Regions from separate parts of the Mus musculus genome. Here region 1 is linked to region 2. The links are chromatin contacts, called in public Hi-C maps. All regions are on one chromosome and are shown on one strand. The core of a region is the stretch at or near the end of the contact, and the rest is flanking DNA. Distances in the headings are between cores, read along the strand shown.

Region 1 (5,372 bases), core at 1,303-3,802, 190 kb after region 2:
TCCTAAGCCAGTGTCTTGCCAAGCAATCATTCCTGCGTTCCTCGGGACTCTCCTTGAGTCAAGACATGGTTATGAGAGGCTATTGGCACCGCCTTGCACTGGATAAAGTAGAAGGCTGCATACAGGATATCAGTTCTTTGTGCAGCGAGGCAGATACAAGGTGTAAGAGCCTGGAGCCAAAGCCTTAGCTATGAGAAAAATCAGAAATGAATCCAGATACAACACACCAATTTCCTGTTCAGAGTCAGGCAGAGACTGCACTAACAACCAGCATAAATAGATTTGCATGTTGGAAAAGAAGCTGGAAGCCACTCAAGTTCCAAGGGATAAAACTCTGGTGGTCTTTAGTATAAAACAATAATTATGTACAATATTTTAAATAGTGAGCTTGGAGAGTTGCTCAACGGTTAGAAGCACTTGCCACTCTTGCAGAGGACCTGAGTTTGGTTTCCAGCACCCACATCTGGAAGGTCATAACTGTTTGTAACTCCGGATCCATGGGATCTAAAGCCCTATTCTGGCCTCTGAGGAAGACATTGACATACATACAAGTACACACAAAATAACATAAAATCAACCTTGAAAATACAAATGAGTAGTATTTTAATTGACTTATAATTGTTCAGAGTATAAATGTTCAGAGTAAAATGTAATTTTTTGGTTTTGTTTGTTTTTAAATAATGTGTTATTTTAAAAATTTTAAAAATTTATATATATATGGGATTTAAAAATAATTTTTATTTTGTACTGACTGTCTGAATTACATGTATATCTGTGCATCACATACATGCAGTTCCCACAGAGGCTAGAGAAGAATGTCAGATCCCTTGGACTGGTGTTAGAGGATTGTGAGTGGCCATGTGGGTGCTGGGAATCAAACCCAGTCAACTCACGATGAGCAGCCCGTGCTCCTAATCACTGAGCCATCTTACCAGTCTAGTGTAATGCTTTGACGTATGTATATGATGCAGAATAAGTCAAGGTTATTCACATAAAAACAGCAGTAAAGAAGCAAACACATCTATCAGGAGTCTTGACATGTGCTTAGGGACGGACTTCCACGCTTGCCCCTTACTGTGGTCTCATCGACTGCAGGCACAATGAGGCGAGTAAAGAAGCCCTGCTTGTCTGCTCTGGGATCTTCATCCATTTTGCCTAAGCTTGTTGGTACTGCGGCACCTACGGCCCAGTGGCAATGCCAGTTCCTCACTCAGGCTTGGACACTGTGGTGATAACTATGCTCTCAGCACCATGATGCTCATGGTCTGGGCTGGGTGGACCATGAGGCTGCCTCACAGTGTAATTAATATACATGAGTTTTCCACACCACACACTGCTTATTGCAACTTTGCCAGGCACTCCTGAAGGTAACATACAAATTCAATATGGCCCATGGGAGGGATGACTGAATCTGAGATAAAGAATTTGCTAACAGGTAAACAGATTGGTTTATTCTTGCCTCTTTGTAACACGTTTTTGCCTCCCCATGATAGTCCTCTGACACTGGAATAATCAAACACAAGTGGTTGTTACTTAATTTATTTATTTTATGTGTATGTGTGTTTTTCCTGCCTGCATGTATGTGTGCACCACGTGTGTGCCTAGTGCCTGGGGAGGTCAAGAGAGGGTGTTGGATCTCCTGGAACTAAGTTGTGGGTGGTTTATGGGTGCAGAGAACTGAATCCCAGCTCTCTGGGAAAGCAACAGTGTTTAGGACTGAGTCCTCTCTCCAGCCATTGCTACATTTAATGGATGGCTCCTCCCATTCATAGAACCTACATGTGATACAAAGCAAATAGCTTGGAACTCGCAATTCAGAATTAGTACCTGCCTGGCTCATTTGCATGTTTCTGCATATCTTCTAGCTTTCTGTTGAGAGAAAGTAAAATGGCATGTGGACCTTGTTCAGGAGGATTGTCATAGCTTATGTTTCCACAGCAAAGGAGGTAGACCCTGAACTTCCCACTTCTCTTGTGGAAACAATGTTGTACTTCTGGTAAAATGCACGGCCCTTCTCCAAGCCTGTATCACCAGACCTCCACAGGGTGCCCTGTTGCCATCTGCCCTGTCACATTAAGGTACAACCACACAGGGTTTCTGAACGATTCTAGAAAGCAAAGGGTCCTTTCTATTTTGGTGTGCTCTCTCTTTCACCAGCCCCTTCATGTCCTGGAATATGCTTCTTCAGCCTCTTAGCATGGCCATCAGGTTCTCAGTCTTCCATTCAACCTGCATCTCAGACCATCGTTTAGATATCTGCCTGAAGCCAGCCAGCCCTTTTTCGTTAATTTCTGCTTAGCCTTTGCTGCAGAAAGCACCTGCGTTACCATGGGTTTAGCTTGCATCTCGCACTAGTAAGGCTTTACAAGAGTCAGCGCCACATGTGCTGTGATGTCCATTTTATTCCTAATGCTGGGCCAGTGTCAAGCACACCATCAGAGGTCAATTAACATGGAACTAATGAGTGTACACACTTAGCCAGGCGTGGTGCTGCTTCCTGCTATGATGTCAGTGGTGCTGGATAGAGTTATGCAATAGGCTTTGCCTAGATTCCAAAGGCCATTGTAATAATCCCGGCTTGGCTGCCAGCAGTTACGAGCACAGGCAAGATGCTTCCCTGCCTGAGACCTTGGTTTTTTCATCTTCACAGTCAGAGTGTCAGCACAGGGGAGTTCTGAGACCTTTTCTAGGGCTAGGGCTCTAAAAAAGGTACTTATGCCTTGTTTTTAAAAATAAACTTTGGGATTGAATAGGGGTTGGAAAAATGAGACTTAGAATCTTATATGAAATAGGTTTCCAAATTTTTCCTGAAAAGATTTCAAGAGCCCAGGGAAGGTTATATGCCTCACAAAAACGAGTTGGTGTGGTTACCTTTTTTTTTTTGTCCTGAAATCTCCTTGGTTACTTTTGTACTCTACATGTCACTGCCAGTACCTTTTTATTAATATACTGAGCTCCTGTTTTGGTGTGTCAGGCCGCTTCACACTTAGTTCAGCCCCTGGCACATGGTATGTTCTCTGTGAAATGGTGTCGTCTTGACCTGAAGAGCCCACTTGGTCCAACAACTCCACAGCAGCAATTTGTAGGAACACTGAATAAAGTGAAAACCCACAACAGCTTCCAGTGTCACCCAGGAGACATGACATCCACCACCCAGATGTAAATTCTGAGTCTAATTAGTGTTAATAGTTGTCAGGGCACTGCTGCTGCTGCTGCTGCTACTTTATCCTCCCACTGAATGCATGTTTATTTTGTGCTGGGCACAATTTTTTTCTCTGACTGATCTGACTTACTCCTATCAGGTACATACTTTCTTGCCTCCCCATTTGACAAATGGAGAAATAATCTTAAGAAAATGGAGTACTTTGATTTAGGTTTTACAGCTCATGAGTAGCTAGAATGGTTTGGCTTCAGGTCTGTGTGCTCAGACACCCTCCCAAAGTATCCTGAAAAGACAGCTAAGAAAGCATGAGGTGAAATGTACCCAAGATGTAGAGCGATGGGCTAGAACAGAAACAGAAACAGAGTTTGGTAAGGCTGCCTCAACCAACATGCCCCTATTTCTCCTTGGTGGAACCCAGCTTAATGGTTTCTAATCCAGCATTCAAATCAAGATCACCTAGACAGTTTGTCCCACCTTAGAATCCTGAGCTCTGCCCTACAATTTCCTGGTGGGGGAGGGGTCAAAGGATCTGTGGATCAGGGGATCGGGTATACCATTAGATTTCCCAGGCGATTTTTATACATACTCTGGGCAACACTTACACTTTTCAGCCTCAGTCAAGACAATTGACGAAGTAGCTTTTGCCAGACTCTTAATTTCTTAGATGCCACATTCAGGCAGAAAGGAAGAGGCACCATAGACTTTTATGGACCATCTGAGCAGAACTTTTCTAGCTGAGATTGTGTATCGGACCTCCTTCCTGGTATTCTCCATTGAACAGTGAGCGTGGGGCTAAGCAGCATCGCGTATCTGACTACACACACTACTGGTTGCCTCCATCTTTTGAGGTAAAGGCATTGTAAGCCAGTAAATGAATGTCTCCAGGTTCAGAGCACACAGAGGCCAGGCACTTAGCAGTGCTTGACTTCCATGATGTAGCCTTATGGCTCAGGGTGTGGGCGGGGTGAGGATGTGCTCCTCTAGGCATGGTAGAGAGAGGAATCCATTTCCAGCTTGTAGCATGTTGCTCTCATCAGATCAGATCCTTGCTGTATTCCTACCCGCTTTGATGCTCTCTGCTTCTTGCTATTCCTTTTCCTGCTTTAGCTCCTTGGCTTCTTTCATCTAACCTACCTCCATTTGTGGAATTCAGCCTGGACACCTCCTGCGGCTTTTGAGTCTGGGTGATGACACCCTGACTCTGCACTGCCAGCCACTGCACCATGGAGTGACAGCTGAGCTCAAACAGATTTTATTACTGTAGTTTTAGAAAGCTGTCAGCCTCTGCTTGTCATGATGTGACAGACGGTGCTTCCTTTAGTCTAAGTCATGCCAAATGGTTGCAGTTATGTCAGAGGAGTAACCAGCCACCATGGTCTTCCTGATAACAAACACTTTCATGCCTGTTAGTTCTATGCAGAGGCAAGCATATTGTTTGTGGTTTGGGGTCTATTGTGAACACTAGTTTCTGTGCAGACCCTTTTCTTCAAGAAAATAAACTCATATATTCTGTTGAATGATGCATACATGTGTGTGCAAACTGTATGGATATGTGTGTGTATTTAAATAATAGGAAGAGAGTATAGATGAGGGGTAACTCAGGGTTTCCATTGCTGGGATAAAACACCATTACTTGTGGCAACTCATAGAGGAAAGTGTTTATTTCATCGTACAATGCTCAAATCACACTCCACTGCTGAGGGACGGGAGGGCAGGAACCTGGAGCAGGAGCTTGTACAAAGGCCATGGATGGATGCTTTGTACTGGCCTGATCCTCATGGCTTGCTGGGCCTGCTTTCTTAAACAACACAGGACCATCTGCTCAGCGATGGCACCACACAAAGTGAGCTGGGCCCTCATTAATCATTTAGAAGGAAAATGCCCTATAGATTCTCCTATAGCCAACCTTGTAGAGGCATTTTCTCAATTAAGATTCCCTCTTCCAAGATATGTCTAGGTTTCTATCAAGCTGACAAAACCAACCAGCACAAGGGGTAAAGAAAAGTAACATGAAAGTATCTGAACAAAAGAGCATTTAACAAAAAACAACTCCAACCAACAAAAAAGATCACACAGACACACAAAACATACAAAAACGCATACAAATAAACACATGCAGACACACACACACACACACACAGAGGAAAGTGGAGTTGTTGTTGATATCAGGGTCCCTGGAATACATTTTCCTTGTGTTATCATGAAATAT
Region 2 (5,856 bases), core at 1,850-4,349:
GTACACCTGTGTGCAGGTGCTCTCAAAAGCCAGAAGAGGGCATCAGATCTCCTGGGTGCTAGGAGCCAGTCCTGTCTCTGCCTCTCTGTGCTGGAGTTACAGGCAGGCACTGCCACCCAGTGGCTTTTTGTGCCCCCAATCCCTACTGGAGATCTGAACTCAGGACCTTATGCGTGTGCAGAAGGCAGGCACTTTGTACACTGAGCCATCTTCCCAGCTCTGACAGATTTTTAATGTCCAACTTTTAACATAGACTCTGGGCCTGCAGTTAAAAGTCTTCCTCAGCAAAGTGCATAGCTTGACATAGTCTCTTTCCCATCGTCCTTATTGTAGAGTTTCAGCCTGAGCTGTGGCTTGCAGCCTGCTGTGCTGGCTTTCAGTTTACACTGTGATGCAAGGCTTCATGCAAATTTCAATGATTTAAATGGCGTTCACCTCAGGAAGAGTCGTCAAGAGTGTTCACAGACCAGTTGTGTCAAGACTTTGCTGTCAGAGTAACACTAGCTTCCATTAAACAAACAAACAAACAAACAAACAAACAGAAAAATAAGTCTACAACATGCAGCATTGTAAGGCTTTCTCGCTTGTACAGTGACTAGGGGAGATATTCCAGAAGGAGGGTGTTTCCCACCCACCCGCTCCCTCAGAGGCAGGACAGCTGTTTTTCCCATATCTAGCCAAGAGGAAGGAGAAAGAGAGCACACTTGTCCTTTCAGGCCAGCAAGCAGTGACATGCCGAGTCTGGCCACAGCCCCACCTAAGGACAAAGCAGCTTAGGAAATGCCAGCCACCTCCTTACAATGCTGCCTGAGCTGAGTGGGAAAGTTAGGGACACAAGATATTCTGGTGACTGGCAAGTGTAAGAGCAGAAGCTGGCGTATCTCTACTGCCAGAGGCCCATGTACTGCTGAGGTGGTCGATCCTTTAACAGTGGGGCCTAGTAGATTTACCTTATGCCACTACACCCTTGATGGGGGCATTGACATTCCCAACCCTTTCTTGTTTCTCAGAAGGGAGTGAGGAACTTTGCTGCCTGCTATGAAGGGCTGCCTTACCTCAGTCAAATGGGCCAGTGATGTGCACTGAGACCTCTGAGACTGGGAGCCAAAACTGCTGTCTGTCTTAACACTTTTGTGTCACAGTAGCTGAAATGAAATACATCCACCATGAAAATGGCAAGCCCAAATCCCGAGGCAGTGCCCCCCCCCCCCGACCCAGTCCCTTGGCAGCCACTCTACCTGTGCATTCTGTGGCTTCATGGATAGACTTGACTCTTTGCATCATCACCTGATTTAGTGGCTGATATGTGACTTGCCTCATAGATGGCACCTTGCAGATATTTTTTGCGTGGTGGAAGTGACAAATAAGCTCTATTGGGCCTTTTATTTATTATTTATTTTATTTATTTATAAGGACACTAACTTCATGAATGAGACCCACCTTTATGAAATCATCATGTGGGGAAGGCTACTAGACTCACGGGAATGACATTGTAGTACATGGATTTTGGGCACTCACACAGATCAATATTCATAGCAACATTCAAACCACAGCAAATAGAAACACACAGCAGGAGCAACTCTCTGATACTGATGGAATCTTGCTTAACAGATATTGCAGGGACCTCTTGCCCTGACAGTGAGAGAGAAACAGAGACAGAGAGACAGAGAGACAGAGACAGAGACAGAATGTGTATACCCCTTGCCCTGGAAATGAAGAACTTGACTTGATTAGAGTGTGTGTGTCTGTGTGTGTATGCTAGATTCCTCTCTTGTCCTTCATCCTGCTGGCTTCCAGTACTCCCTCAGAAAGTTCATATCTGAAGCTGGCCTTGCAAGTTGTCATCTTAGACTTGTGCTGTGTGGCTCGACAAGCTTCACTAAGCTCAGATGTTTCCAGGTGAGGCTTGTGGATCTGCCACAGGGTGATTCCATCGAAACCATGGGGAACGTCTGCCCTGCGTGCTCTCGGCAGTTAGGAATGCCCAGAGCTATGGTCCCCTCTTAGACACAGCACTTCAGAGAGCTTGATGTCTTTCCTTCTTGTCAGATCCATGCTTCCCCTTCTCAGCTTTTAGAGGTTGTCTTGAGGACACTCGAAGCAACAGATCCAAGTGAAGAACAAAGCACAGGTCACGGACACGTGCCTGGATTCCTTTGGTTGAGTGAGTCTCTGAGAAGTATCTGAAACAGCAGCTCGCTTACCTTCTGTTCTTGGTGGCTCCTGGAGTGGCTAGCTTCCCTAATACCACCTCTCACCCTCTGTTCTTTCTCCTGAGGTCTTCACTCACAGACTCAGTGATCTCCTGCCCTCCCTGGCCTCTGCTGGCCGTCACTCATGTGCACGTGCATCCTAGTGATAGCCTCCTTCTGTTTGAGAGTTCCTGATGTGTGGTCTGCTTTCAAGGTTGTCACGTGTAAAACTTGGACCATAGTGCTTCGCTGTGACCTCACAGGCATTAGGGCTGTCACACCTGTTACACACACATCCTCTCCATTGCCACCATCTGAGTTGTTGTCTCTGGTTGCAGGTTTTATTGTGACAATGCCTGGCTTCTGGCAACAGTTTTTACACTGGGATAATAGTAGCCGCTGTTCCCAAGAGACTCAAGAGGCAAAAGATGGAAGTCTAGACATAGTTTCCCCTTAAAGAATTGAACATAAGTGATTCACCTCACCTCTCTCACCCCACTGGCCAGGGCTTAGTCACATGACCCAGCCAGCTACAAAGGTAGGAAGAGGTGAACTGGAGACCCAGATCTACCTGCAGTTCTTTCACTATTGAAGAGGAAGAGATGGGTTGGTGGAGAGTGCACAGATGCCACATGTATGTTCTACAAAGTTACTGGGAGAACGTGTCTGCCCTGTTGTGACTCACTGCCTTCCGTTGGGAGCTGCAGGCTCCATTTCTGTTCATATGTGGCACTTGGGCACAATCTCACAAGCATTGGGGGAGTATACATTAGAATCACTGAGGCATAGGCAGACATTTTGGTAGAGAGCCAGACAGTAAATATGCCTGACTTATGGTCTCTGTAGGGCCATGTGGTCTCTGTAACAGCTACTGAACTTTATTGTTACGTCATCTGAATGTGTCTATAGATAAGTGAGTGAGCTCACCTGGGTTCCATTCTTACATCATTTGGCTCACAGCCTACAGTTGCCAACCCCTGACACTCCTCACTGGGAAGTCAGTGTAGCTCTGTCTGTCAGGTGTCTGTGCACTTCAGCGGCTTCACTTCTGGAAACACATCCTTAAGAAATATTTAAGCACAGGATATTCTTGTAACCCTGTTGACTAATCTCTACTAAGTTGTCATTTACTTGTAAACACTTTGTGCATAGTCGGCTAATGGTAGGCTAAGTGAGATACCATTCATCTACTGAATTGTCATGATGTGTGGATTATACAGAAACATGAACAGGTATGAAGTAAAATAGAAAAGAAAGACAACATTAAGTAGATCCCGTGACTGCACGGCTGTAAACACACCAGCACGTAAGCTAAACTAAGTGGTTATGGGCAATATTTATCTGGTGTGAAGATAATCTTGAAAATTGTATTTCAGTAACACATATTTGCGTAAATGCAAGAAGTCAGTGGCTCTGGAGAACTGGTCTGGCACTTTAGGGAAGTCGCATACCCTGTTAAACTTTGCCACTTCCTCTGGCTTCCGGGAAGCTCACTGGCCCTTGAGCTGACTGCTGGGGATAACCGCAACCTGCTCTGCTGGGTCAGTGCCAGTGTGTGTCTGCGCCTGGTGTCACGCCCCCTGCCTTCCTCTCTCAGAGCTGTGGTGTCTGGATACAATGGAGAGTTTTGTACATCTTATGATTTGCCTATTTCGGGCCTGACATGAATCTTTACTTTGGATACTGTTTTTTTCTGGAAGTCTTTTTAACCTTTCTGTTTAGAAAAATGGTGGATATAAACAAATGAACTAAAAATCTTGAAAATGAATACAGTCCCAGGCTTCAGTCCAGTAGCAGACCCCAGCCGTCCACATGCCTTCCTCCCTGCCAGCATCCGAGCACAGGGTTGGTTCTTAGAGTCAGGATTCCAGGACCTAGGATAAAGTTCACCCAAAACACCGGCTCCTGCCGGCTGCCAGACCAGACCCGGCTTTCCTTTGCTTCAGTCTTTCACTGGCAATCTGGAGAGCATTGAGTTCCGTGAGGAATAAAGTATTTGGATTAATTGTCAGAGAACAGCGTGGGGCCCTTTGCATCTGGAGTGCGTGTGTACGCCAGCATCATTGGTTGTTGCTCTGTGCGTGGACCTCCGCACACTAATGTTGCAGAGAGTGAAAGTGAGAGTGAGACCACAGCACAGTGTGACGATGCTGGCAGCCACACCACAGACGGCATGAGGTTGGGCAGTCTGCCGGGTTCATGCAGCCATGATGCTGCCATACCACTGTTTTACAAACGAGTATGTGAGCTCTCAGTGAGGTGTGCACCCACAAGCTCAGGCTTAGGAAGGCAGAGGCAGGAGGAATGGCCAGCTAGTCCTGCAGAATCAATGAACTCCAGGTTCAGGAAGAGACTCTGCTCCAGAATTAAGGTGGAGAATGATAGAAGGAAGACACCTGACATTGATCTCTGACCACATGCAGGCGTGCTTGCATGCACACATATATACACACATATACACTCATAGATCTCTTTTCTGCCCACCCCCAGAGAGAGAGAGAGAGAGAGAGAGAGAGAGAGAGAGAGGAGAAATCCTAGCAAATGTAACCATGTTTAAGAACATTTGGGATGTTTGTCTTAAGGATGCATTATCATGGGTGTGTGTGGCCAGTGTGTGGTGGCTAAGGACATCTGCTGTGTGCATCTGATTTGGTGGCAGGGAACCAGAACAGGACAAAGGAGCCCTTGGCTTCCATACCTAGGCTGTACACGTCCAAGCTTCTGTCCCTTCTCCTTGGCCAGTAGCTCTGTCCCTAGGCAGATTTAAATTGTAAGAAAAGTAATACCCTGCTGGCTTTTATAAGAAGGCTGAACCCAGAAACTCAATTCTCCCAGGCGGTGGGGTCTCCCTAGTGACACTGTGGCCATGTGCCTATGCCAGCCACTTCCTTGAAGGTTCCCCGAAGGTAGCTGTGGGGTCTCCTTGTCACACATCGATCATTGAGCTCTGCTGATTTGTAGGTGGAATTTTCGAGTGTAAAAGGGCCCCGCACTGTTTGTTTCCCAGGCACGGTTTCAAAAGAAAATAGCATTTTACAGCCTGCATTAATGGGAAATTACTTTCCATTAGGATTCCGAATGATTTGCCTATAATGTTTATAAAGGAAAGGAAAAATGTCAAGCATTGCACTAACAATTTTAAGCAAAGCTCTGAAGACTTGGCCAGAAACAGATTCCAAGAACATTTTCTTCATCATTTCTTCTTTCCAGAGAAGGAAAAAGAGCAGAGCCTGCTGAAAGGATGTAGGTCAATTAGGCAGACTACGGTGGGGCTGCGATGGAGCCCCTGATAATGTCATTGCTAGGTAGTTGAGGGAGCGAAGGAAGTGAGCCAGCTTGGAGGAGGGGACTCGCCACAGAATGAGGGAGTACAGACAGAGGCCAGGAGAAACGAGCGTCTGTCCAAGCAAGCCCCTGTGCACAGGGTCATGAGGCCTCACCAGCTCAAGCTGCCCCTTTGTCCCGAAAGAGGAAAGGAAGCCAAGGAAAGTCCTTGAGATGAACTCTGTGCCTGGGCAGTTCTCAGAAAACAGTGTGGCACTTGAGACCTGTGTCCCCGCCAAACCTTCCTCACCCCTGGGATCTTATGTGAGGCTCTGATCTGTCACTTACTCTACAGTAAAATCTAGGGCAGGCTGTATTTACCTTTTCACTGTCTGTATAC

The links. Hi-C and Micro-C count contacts between places; a contact is called where the count stands out from the background.
Region 1: a Hi-C map of cerebellum shows a contact between it and region 2, with 1.5 times the contacts expected there. The contact joins two enhancer-like sites. A contact is called at or near these places in 3 of 484 Hi-C or Micro-C datasets (cerebellum, embryonic stem cells and ventricular fibroblasts).

What each region holds. Positions count from the first base shown.
Region 1 is chr7:82,477,044-82,482,415 of GRCm38.p6, forward strand. All of the region lies in intron 7 of Adamtsl3 (ADAMTS-like 3), which reads left to right. Among named protein-coding and RNA genes, the nearest start is that of Adamtsl3, 140 kb to the left of the region's middle. Within about 2 kb of position 2,553, at least 29 of the 459 cell types and tissues checked have an H3K27ac peak or open chromatin away from gene starts, as enhancers often do. A contact at or near this core is called in cerebellum, where this site is marked.
Region 2 is chr7:82,289,937-82,295,792 of GRCm38.p6, forward strand. The region is part of intron 8 of Sh3gl3 (SH3-domain GRB2-like 3); the gene reads left to right. Gm51492 (a long non-coding RNA gene) reads right to left here. Exons shown (of 3, transcript XR_003946817.1): 1 at 1,239-5,856; 2 at 1,056-1,145; 3 at 209-500. Among named protein-coding and RNA genes, the nearest start is that of Gm51492, 4.2 kb to the right of the region's middle. Within about 2 kb of position 3,100, at least 8 of the 459 cell types and tissues checked have an H3K27ac peak or open chromatin away from gene starts, as enhancers often do. A contact at or near this core is called in cerebellum, where this site is marked.